2 separate regions of the Gossypium hirsutum genome follow, and region 2 is linked to region 1. Evidence: chromatin contacts called from public Hi-C data. All regions are on one chromosome and are shown on one strand. Each heading gives the region's core, a stretch centred on a gene start, on an enhancer-like site or on the middle of the called end of the contact. The rest is flanking DNA. Distances are from core to core; before and after follow the strand shown.

Evidence for each region. Hi-C and Micro-C count contacts between places; a contact is called where the count stands out from the background.
Region 2: a Hi-C map of leaf shows a contact between it and region 1, with 3 times the contacts expected there. The contact joins two enhancer-like sites. A contact is called at or near these places in 17 of 34 Hi-C or Micro-C datasets (anther, callus, fibers and 4 more).

Annotation. Positions count from the first base shown.
Region 1 is chrD04:32,728,284-32,733,557 of Gossypium_hirsutum_v2.1, reverse strand. No RefSeq gene overlaps it. Among protein-coding and RNA genes, the nearest start is that of LOC121216441, 32 kb to the left of the region's middle. Within about 2 kb of position 3,412, at least 6 of the 9 cell types and tissues checked have an H3K27ac peak or open chromatin away from gene starts, as enhancers often do. A contact at or near this core is called in leaf, where this site is marked.
Region 2 is chrD04:32,880,139-32,885,686 of Gossypium_hirsutum_v2.1, reverse strand. No RefSeq gene overlaps it. Among protein-coding and RNA genes, the nearest start is that of LOC121216606, 9.1 kb to the left of the region's middle. Within about 2 kb of position 3,801, at least 3 of the 9 cell types and tissues checked have an H3K27ac peak or open chromatin away from gene starts, as enhancers often do. A contact at or near this core is called in leaf, where this site is marked.

The DNA of each region.
Region 1 (5,274 bases), core at 2,163-4,662:
GTTAGTATATTTTAAGATTTTATTTTATAATTTATTTTCAATTATTGGAACTATGTTAGGATGATATACATCATATTACTTCCATTTAAAACATATTATTATGTGGTTTGCACCTGTTAGAGTTGTGTGACTCAAATCCTTGTTAAAGAAATAAAATATAGTGGAAATAAGGAGATTTGTGTAGGGCTTAAGGCCAAAGGTCGAATGCTCGAGGCCATAGCCCAATAGATCCCCAACTGGGGGTGTTAGGGCCTAAGGCCCCTCAGTATGAACCATGTTGCACTAGTAGAGTCCATATAGAACTACACTTCTTTTATTTGACATTAATTAGAATAAAAATTTTCAACATTTAAATAGATGTAGTCGAAACTCCTCTTGTATCATTTGTTTTACAACATTAGTGAATTCCTTCTCCTTTGTCTGTGGTTTCTTTTCCTAAAAGGGTTTCCACGTAAAATCTGTGTGTTCTTATTTTTTTTTATTTTTGCGATCATTCTATTGCCATTATCGACATTTATTATAATAAACCGGTATCAGATCTTTCGAGTTATTTATCTCGATCACGGTAATAGCGACAATGAAGTATGATATTCCATTATTGGATCACAACACCAGATTCGCATTGTGGCAAGTAAATATGCAGACAGTTCTTGCGCAAATGGATTTGGAGGATGCCCTGTTATGGTTAGATAAAATGCCTTCGAAATTGACAAATGAAGAGAAGAAGTGTAAAGATCAAAAGGCTTTAAAGCAATTACATCTGCATTTGTTGAATCAAATTTTACAGGACGTGTTAAAGAAGAAGACCGTCGCTGCATAATGGGCAAAGCTACAACAACTATGCATGTTGAAAACCCTAAGTAGGAAGTTGCATCTGAAGCAACATCTTTATTCTCATCGTTTGGAGGAAGGTCTGTCTATGCTCGAACACTTAACTGTGTTTAAAGAAATTAACTCGGACTTAGAGGCCATGAAGGTTCAGTATGATAAAGAAGATTTAGGGTTAATTCTACTTTGTTTGTTACCCTCACCTTATTCAACTTTTAGAGATACAATTTTGTATAGTCGGGAATCTCTCACAGTTGATGAAGTCTATACTTTTTTAACCTCACATGACAATATGAAGCATATTGTGGTTGGATTCGACTCTCAGGGAGAGGGTCTCATTGTTCGTGGGAGATAAGAACGAAATACTGGCGATAATTGTGGGAGGACATAGGAATGAAATCCTCGCAGTAAATCTAAAGGTAGACCAAGATCTTCAAACAAAGGTAAAACCTTTAATTTCTGCAAAAAGAAAGGGCACATTAAGTCTAAGTGTTATAAGTTGCAGAACAAGATCAAAAGGGGGGCGGCGAATTAAAAGGGAAAGCAACTAGAACAATCCGATAAAGTTGATGTTGCAGAAGACTATAGTGATGGTGAACTCCTAGTTGCTTCTACCGATAACTCTAAAGTGAGCGAGGAATGGATCCTCGATTCTAGTTGCACCTTCCATATAAGTTCCAACCAGAATTGGTTTACAACATATGAAATAGTGTCTGAAGGTGTTGTTTTGATGGGAAATAATGCTTCATGTAGAATCGTAGGTATTGGCACGATAAAAATTAAGATGTTCGATGAAATCGTCAGAACACTTAATGGCGTACGATATGTACCATAATTGAAGAGAAATTTGATTTTGTTGAGTACTCTTGATAAAGGGTACAAGTACACAACTGAAAGTGGGTTTCTAAATATTATTAAGGGTTCCTTCGTTGTGATGAAAGAGTAGAGAAAAACGGTCAAGTTATATATTTTGCAGGGTTCAACTGTTACTGGTGATGCAGCTATCGTTTCCTCTTTCTTGTCAGATGATGGTGTTACTAGACTTTGGCATATGTGTCTAAGGCATATAAGTAAGAACGACATGAAAAACTTAAACAAAAGAGGGCTTCATGATGAACAAGGCATTATCAAACTGAAGTTTTGTGAGCACTGCATTTTTGGGAAGCAAAAGAGAGGTCAATTCACAAGAGGAATCCATAACACGAAGGAAGCACTGGATTATATTCATTCTGATATTTGGGGACCATCTATAGTGCCTTCGAGGGGTGGCGCTAATTATATGTTACGATCATTGATAATTTTTCCAGAAAAGTTTGGGCATTCTTTTTAAAGCAGAAATGTGATGTGTTTTCCATGTTTAAGGCTTGGAAAACTATTATCGAGAAGCAGATAGGAAAACAAATAAAACACCTCTGCACAGATAATGGTTTGGAATTCTAGTCTGATGAATTTAATGAATTGTGCAAATTAGAAGGGATTGTGAGATAATTGACAGTTCACCATACTCCATAACAAAATGGCGTTGCAGAACAAATAAATAGAACAATCATGGAAAAGGTTTGATGTATGTTGTCAAATACTTGTTTACCAAAGTTGTTTACCCAAACTTGGAATTAACACTCGGTATCTCATTTTTGTATGTGAGTGGATCATCATCTTCATGTTTGATTGGTTCTATGTTTGTAAACATTACTATCATACATGAATAAATATATTTTTTTTAAATTCTCTCACTACGATGATGACCCCTATGTTGTTATTCATTCACAGGTCTACTATTCAGAATGGTGTCTAGTATCAAAACTTGAGGGTTTTCTTTATTTCTTGAGAGTTCCTCTAGTAACAATCTAATTCGAGAATTAAAGTTGTCCGTGTAACTTTCCCCTAAAAAAGTAGCATGTAACACTTTGAAATTTTTTACTTGACACGTGGTGCTACGCCAATGCCAATAAGTGAATTTATAAGAAATTTGGAGAACAAATAAAAAAAATGATTATTAAGAGAATAAATTGATTTTAGATATGAAAATTAATGGAAAAAATCTCTGGAATGAAAATATGGAAAATAAACCAAATTAAAATTTTTGAAAGTTTAGGGATTAAAGTGCAAATTTGACTAGAATGGAAAAGTGAACCATTATTTATCATGTGACATGGAAACGTATCGAATTATATGTTAATGTGATAAAAATCACTTTTGGACTAAATGGAAAGAAATTCAAAAGTACAAGAATTAAATTGTAAAATTTTCATTTTTGCTAAAGAATGATTAAAAGTATAATTCTCATTATTTATAGATTTATATTCAATACTGCAAGTGAATTATGAGATTTGGAAATGATGATTTTCTATTAATGCGAAGAAATTGAGCTTTCAAATAAATAAGGGCACAATGATAATTTTGTCATGAGAAGATATTTTATTCATTTCTCGATAATTAAATCTTAGACATATTATTTTAATGAGACATTTGATAATTGGAGTTGATTTGGGCTATTTGGATCATGTGTAGGAAGAGTGGGCCACAAATTTGCTAAACTATGGGTTTAAAATTTTTGGTCTGGGCTTTTTAGCCCATTTGAATATTTTTAAGGGGGAAGAAGAGTGTAAAATTATCTCCACTCTTCCCCCAACCAGCCGTTCACTTCGGGGATGAAGATAACCCCCCTCTTTTCGTTTCTTCCTCATCTCTCATGCTTTTCTCTCAAATCAAACCATTTCCAAGCATCCAAACTTTAATTTCTTGATAAAATCAAATAGGAAACTTGATTCCAATCTCATTTCCTCCATTAACTTCATTATTCAAGTTGGGTTATCATGGGTTTTAGTGAGAGAAAACTTCAAAATTGTAAGCAATGAAAATTTCCACCTCTTTTCTCATGACATTTGAGTTTAAATGCTATGAGAAAGTTTAGAAAGGTATTATATAAATATTTTGGTATATTTTTAATGTATGGTTAATGAGAACATGTTGAGAATGGAGGAGCTTCCAATATTAGATGAGCACGGAATCAAGGTTAGGAAGATTAATTATGTGTTTTTAGAGCATCCAAAGAAGTACCATTGGTTTCTTTTATTTTTCCTATGTTAAAATGTTTAGGAGAATGATAAAAATAATGTAATAATTATGAAATTCATTATTACGTAAGTAGGTATAAGGTTCAGAGTATATGTGAGAACATGTAATTCTTATGTTGTAGTAAAAATACTTAGTTATGAAATGTCATGTTAATTAATATTGTGTCATGAAAATTTTGGATGGTCATGAAAAAATTAATAAATATATTTGGATATTTGAGCAAAATTATGGAATGCAATATTTAAGTGAAATGGTATTAAAATACTATGATATGATACATTGGTAAATTAATGAACGTAAATCTAAATGAAAGTAAAGTTATAAAGTTGTTTGATATAATGACCCATTCCGTGACTTGATCACTTAAAAAGTATTGAATATGTAAATGAGAAAATTTGTAAAAATTATTGTGTCTATGGGTATAACTAGAGGTGTTCATGGGCCGGGCGGCCCGGCCCGACCTGACGGCCCGCTCGAAATATAGGAGGGTTTGGGTAAAAATATAGGCTCCAAATATGGGTTTGGGCAAAAAAATGAGGCCTGTTTAGAAAATGGGCCTGGCCTCGGGCACCACTTTTTTGGCTCGGCCTCCCGGCCCGAATATAATAAATATATATTTTTTATTTTTTAATTTTAAAATATTTTTAAAATACTTTTTTATTTTTTATTTTTAAAATAAATTTTTGGTGTTTATTAAAAAATGGGCCGGGTTGGACTCAGGCTTAGGAATTTTTTTTCGGGCCAGACCTGGACATAATTTTAGGCCCATATTTCGGGCTGGGCCGGACCCGGGCCTAGGACACGGGCTAATTTTTTTCTGGGCCCAGCCCGAACCCGACCCGGCCCATGAACACTTCTATGTATAACTGTTAATTGGGTGCCCTTGGCACCAAAAATATGTGCATGCGTTAAGCACTCAAAGTGCATACATGTGTATTCAACATTGAGTTGTTTAGTAAACTTCTGAATATGCTTCTATTTAATTAATAAATGTGCTATTGTTCTATTCTTAAAATATGTCAATTGTGACGTTAAGTGCCTCAGTAAGCTTAGTATAATAGGTAGGACATGATTGGTATTCCAATAGAGATGTATATGTACTTGGAGTTACGTATTGGAGTTTTGTAGTCTTTGGGCTTAGCACTTCGGTGTTTTTTGGTTGTTTGGGATAGATGTGTTTTTGTGCAATTTGGTTGTATGGCACTACAATAAATTTATCTATTAGTGGTGTCTAAAATATTGTCAATAAAAATTGCATTTATGTCACTATTAGTATTTGGTGGCGCAAATTCCATCGCCACGATGTTTGTCATGTTAATGTGTAACAAAAATTGCATTTATTGACATAAATGCAACCAAATACTAATA
Region 2 (5,548 bases), core at 2,552-5,051, 150 kb before region 1:
TTTTAGTGCATAGCACCAGGAGTAACGAGGAGAATGGTGATTATATCACATAATGAATAGCAATGTAACTGAATTATTTATAATGGTGGTTTAACCACATTGAGCTCAGCTCGCAATGTTAGGATTTTGGTAGGCAGGTTCTAAGGAACTCGTAGTGCGTAGCAGTTAGATGGGTAGGAATCTTATTGCATTATATTATGTTCATAACATACTCAAATGTTAACATTTTATGATACGTATTGTGTTGCATTGAATTATTTTTTGCTGTCTTTATGATTGATTGAGTGATAGACTGTTTTAGACTCACATTAAGCTAGTTTAGCTCATCCAATAGTTCAAACATCTCAGATAATGTTCAAGACTAGGATTGGACATGGCACGCGGAAGTATAATGGACTTCAGACTAATTATTTATATTGCTTAAGTTTTATTTAAATTAATTTGGTTTTTGGACTGAAAAAAATTATTTGGACTGTGGTTTGGGTTTTACTTTGATTTGGGTTTTCATTCAAGCATACTCGACATGTTAATTTGGTTTTAATGCTCTCTTTATAATTGAAGAATGCATGATACTTGGATTAACGATAAATCTGTCATAAACTGAGTTTTCCACTGCAATCAAAGATGATAAGGTTTTTGTTGAGTGAAACGACAAGCAATTTGTTTTCTAAAATCATGCTATCGCTTATATAAATGTCTTAAGAATGATCGACTTAAACAATGAATGTTTTCCAATCAACAAGTGTAAACCGCAGTTTTTCTTAAAAGAGAGTAACTAAGGTTTTTCAAAGAATGGTAGGGTCATTCAATTACACAGGTGGCTAATGTAATCTTCATAATTTGATCATAACATCTAGGCCAAGTTGAGGAATTTACAGATTTTTTACCAGTTGCGTGGAAGCCCCCTCCGCCAAGTTAATCTAAATTGAATTCTCGTGACTCATATATTGATAATTCATGAAAAGCAAGTGTAAGTGCCATTATACGTGATCATCGAGGGAACTAATTGATTGCCTTTTTGTAGTAGTGAATGGTTGAGTGTTAACATTAACTATTAAAGAATTTAATTAAATGAAATTTTAATGTTTAAAGGCTCAATCAAGTATTAGTATTAGTTTTTTTTTTTGAAAATTTTGTACTTTAGAATTTTTTGGATTTTATGTAATTTTATAAAACAAAATTAAAATAAAAGTAGAAAAAAAAAAGCTAATGGGGCCGAAGGTCAAAATTCAAATAAAATAAAAATGTGCTTTCGTAATTAAATGAGCCCAAATTTTCTACAAGTCTAATAATTCATTAAGTTTGAAGAAGTCCAAAATTCAACTTTCAAAAGCTCGTCCAATTAACTTAAAATCAAATCAAATTTAGACAGTCCACCAATTTCAAATTTATAAAGCAAGTTCAAATAATCCAAGTAGAATCAACATTAAATCTAGTAAATATAAATAAGTTGTCAAACGAGTGCTTTTGTGGTTCTTAAATTTAATGACTGTGTCCAATTAAAATTATCGTTTCCGATGGAACAGTTTTGATTAGGTTAATCATAATTAGGTTCGTCTAACACATGTTTAATTTGTAATCTCTAATTATAACCCAACTTTCATTCAATTTCTTAATTTTTTTAAGGGAAAAAACCAATAGTGGGAGTTCAAAGTAAGCCATTTATAGGCCCATTCCATGGTAGTTTGAGGTTTAAGTTCTGATGGACTCATTTTGGGCTTCATTTCTTCTTTTGCCTTTTTTTCTTTCGTAAAACTTACCACAATAAAGCTATGCTTGAAATTTTATGTTGCTCCTACCTTTCTTTTTCTTAATTCTCCTGTTCTACATTTTCTTGCTGCATGTATTTGAGCTATATTTTGGGAATATATTCCTATAACAACCTTATAAATAAAACTTTTAAAAGAAATAGATATATCCATAATTCCATACCCATAATTTTAAATGATATAATTTAAATTAATATCCATTTATTAATGAATTTTAAGTTATGACCTGCTTGAATGTTCACCTTTCTCAAGAACAGGGGCAAAATGCGAAATTAAATTATAATTTTTACGATAGTAAAAATATAATTTCACCATTTTAATAGCTTATATTTTTATAAATTTTAAAGGATTAAATCAAATTTTTATATTTTTAAGAGTTCAAAGTGCAATCTTACCTTAATTAATTTTAAATTTTAAAAATTTTAAAAGATTTAAATAATTTTTTTTCCATTTTGGGAGCTGACCCCTCCAGTCCCTAATTTTGCCCCTACTCAAAAATAGTTTAAGTACGAATCAAGAAAAAAAATCCATTTATCACTTCTCTTCTTTCTTTATTTAGTTACCAATAATTAATGTACCAATTATTATAAAAATATAAAAAATTTTGGTTTAGCTTGGGTGTCTTTCATTGCCTAGAGTTTCTTTTCTCATATTACATGACGTGGGTTAGTGCTTTGTTTGTTGATTTGCTATCTATGTAAAATTTGAGTTAGGTTATATGGAAATGATTGCATTTTATTAACTGATTTGAGTGTACAAATTAAAATAAAAAATCTCCACTAATGTAATATAAATTAGAATTATTAATGGAAATGGAAATTTTGAATTAAAAACTGTCAATTCATGCAAAGCAAAAAGTATTTTTAACGGGTGAAGAAATTTTAAGGATTTTTTTTTCTAAAATGAAATACGTGGGCTTAAATGAATAAAATAATAAATTTCTATAATACTAGTAACGAAAATTGTAATGACCTTTTTTGGCATAATCAAAATAAAAATAAAAATGCCCTAAAGATAAAGTGTTCAACTTATAAATTTACCCTAAAAAAGAGTAAAAAACTTAAAAAGGTTAAATTTTTTTTTAATTTATCATTTGATGGTTATATGAGAGACATGGATGATATATTTATCAATTCTAAATATAATGACAAAAATAATTCAAAAATTTTCAAAGAAGTTACTACTAGAATTACACATAATATAAGTAAAAAGAAATATAACTAGAATCAAATTATTGTAATACACAAACAAATTAAATCTAAATAGAATCCACGTAAAATAAAACTGATCAGTTTCATTAACCCATGTATATTTTATTTGCTTTGAAGAAAAATATAAGAATTCCTAAGAAAAAAAAACATTATGCACGATAAAAAAATGGGATCAAAAGTCAAATCATTCAAACAATTTTTTCTGATTAATTTGTTGGATGAATTTGTTGGATGATTTTTTAATGTTGTAAAATAAATGTTAAACGTAAGTAATAATTAATGAAAACAAGCATTTGGTATTATTTTGGGAATAAAATTAAGAAGTTAAAAGTTTAAATATGATTAAGTATAAATAAAATTGAGAACAAAAAGAATGACCTTGCTTAAATTCTTAAATATTCATCAAATCAAACAAATCACTAGTTTTTATTCAATGGATTATTAATGGTTATGTCATTGGGACAAAGCCAGAAAATTATTTTAGGAAGTCGAAACTAAATTATAATTTTTACGATAGTAAAAATATAATTTTTAAAAGATTAAATCAAAATTTTATCATTTTTAAGAGGAATTAAAGAACAATTTTACTTTTACTAAAAATTTTAAATTATAAAATTAAAAAAAGTTCATTTTAGAGGTCGAGATCCCTGTCAGCCCCCTTAAATTCCCCTTTTACATCATATAGATATAAGAATTAATTAGTAGTGTTGACACTCCTCTTTTAATATACAAACAAGTTGTGATAGACGACTAGTCATAACTGATAAGTTGTGAATTTTGGGGGGAAAAAGTGAAAATACAAAAACATGTAGGATACCACAAATGCCTGGGAATCTTATGAATGAAACAAGAAGAAGAAAACACAGGAAAATCTAGGGTCCATATCTCTTCCTTTATCAAACTTATCAAGTTTTGACTAATGGGCCAACCACAATGGGTATTTTGTCCATTGCCAACTTATCAGTCTTTTGGGTCATATCCTTTCAATAATATCTAATCAATCCTATTGCTTCCTTGACATAATTAACTGACAACAGAAGGATCAAACTTCAACATAGATAACTTTATGAAATTTATTAAACATTAAAATTTAAAAAAATCATCAAAAAAGTTGAAAGTATAGAAATTCTAAGAATATATTATTTTAATAAATGATTTTGTGTTACAAAGTTAGACAATGTAAATGAGATTGGGCCTTTGAAGTGGCAAATTGATATTTTTGAATTATTTATGAAAGTTATTAAATATGTATATAAGATACTATTGAGTGATGATAGATTTTTCATATTTAAATACAGATGTTGTATACAATGCAAAGGAACATAATGGGATACTAACCGAAAGATACATGGCATGATCTTGACATGGATTGTCTACACTTTTTGAGGCACTAGAGCTTCCAAAAGTCTTTGTATGATCATATAAATTAACAAGTTTACAAAAATTTCAAGCACAAGGAAAACCAAGTTGAATTTCTTTTTATTAAAACATAATTGATAATAAATGTTAAAATTAAAACTAATTGCAAATCCAACTTAATTAAGACCCAATCCTTAATGTATTTTAAGTTGAAATATTTTAGTTTTGAATTATAAGGATTCTAATAAAAGCCAGTTGTGTAATCTTTCATCTGGTGTTTTTTCTTTTAAAAAATTTATGAGATTAACAATACGTACTAAAATAAAACAATTAGTTTGGATGAAAAAATAAAACAAATCTTAAAACTTCTAATAGTTAAATAATCCAGAACAATTGATTAAATATTAGACTAAAGTTTATATGATAAAAGAGTTTTTTTGAACAATCTTATTATATGTTTTGATCGTATTTGTTTTATATATATATATATATACAAATGGTTAGAATTATCCATAACCCCTCCTCAACCCATAAATAAGAGAATAATGCAACCTACATCCTTCTGCATTGACAATAATATCCATATCAATCGAATTAAGACCCAATCAATATATAATAAAACTTTTAACTTATAATATATACAATTTTAAATTAAACTTATTTTAGTATTATCATACAGTTCAATGTAAATAAATCATTGGTGTTATAGTAAAAAGCTTGTGTTACTAAAAAAAAGAAAAAAAAAACTTGTGTTGATATTTAAGTTTTTAATTGAAATTTATTTTGGAATTTAATTCTTAAATAACATTGACCCTCTCTTCTTATAAGAAAAAAACAAACAAAAATTGTCGCTTTCCCATTTCATTTTCATACTACTTAGAGTCTTCGATAGGTTCAATTTTAAGGAAAATGAAAACAGAAAAAGTAATTTGAAACTCAATAAGTTAGAACTGATAAATATAAAATTCAGTTGAAAAGTATTTAATACAAAAAAATGATATTTATTTCTTTGCAATAGTTTGCAAAACTAGTATAACAATTTAGCAATTTTAATATCAACACTCGAATATTTAAAAGTATAATTGATAATGTTATAAATACCTTTCCAATTTAGAACTCACCACCATTGTCTTACCGTGGCACGATTTCGCTAGACGTTACTTTGTTAGCGGCATCACTTCATCAAGGTCGAGTTTCGTGAATACATAC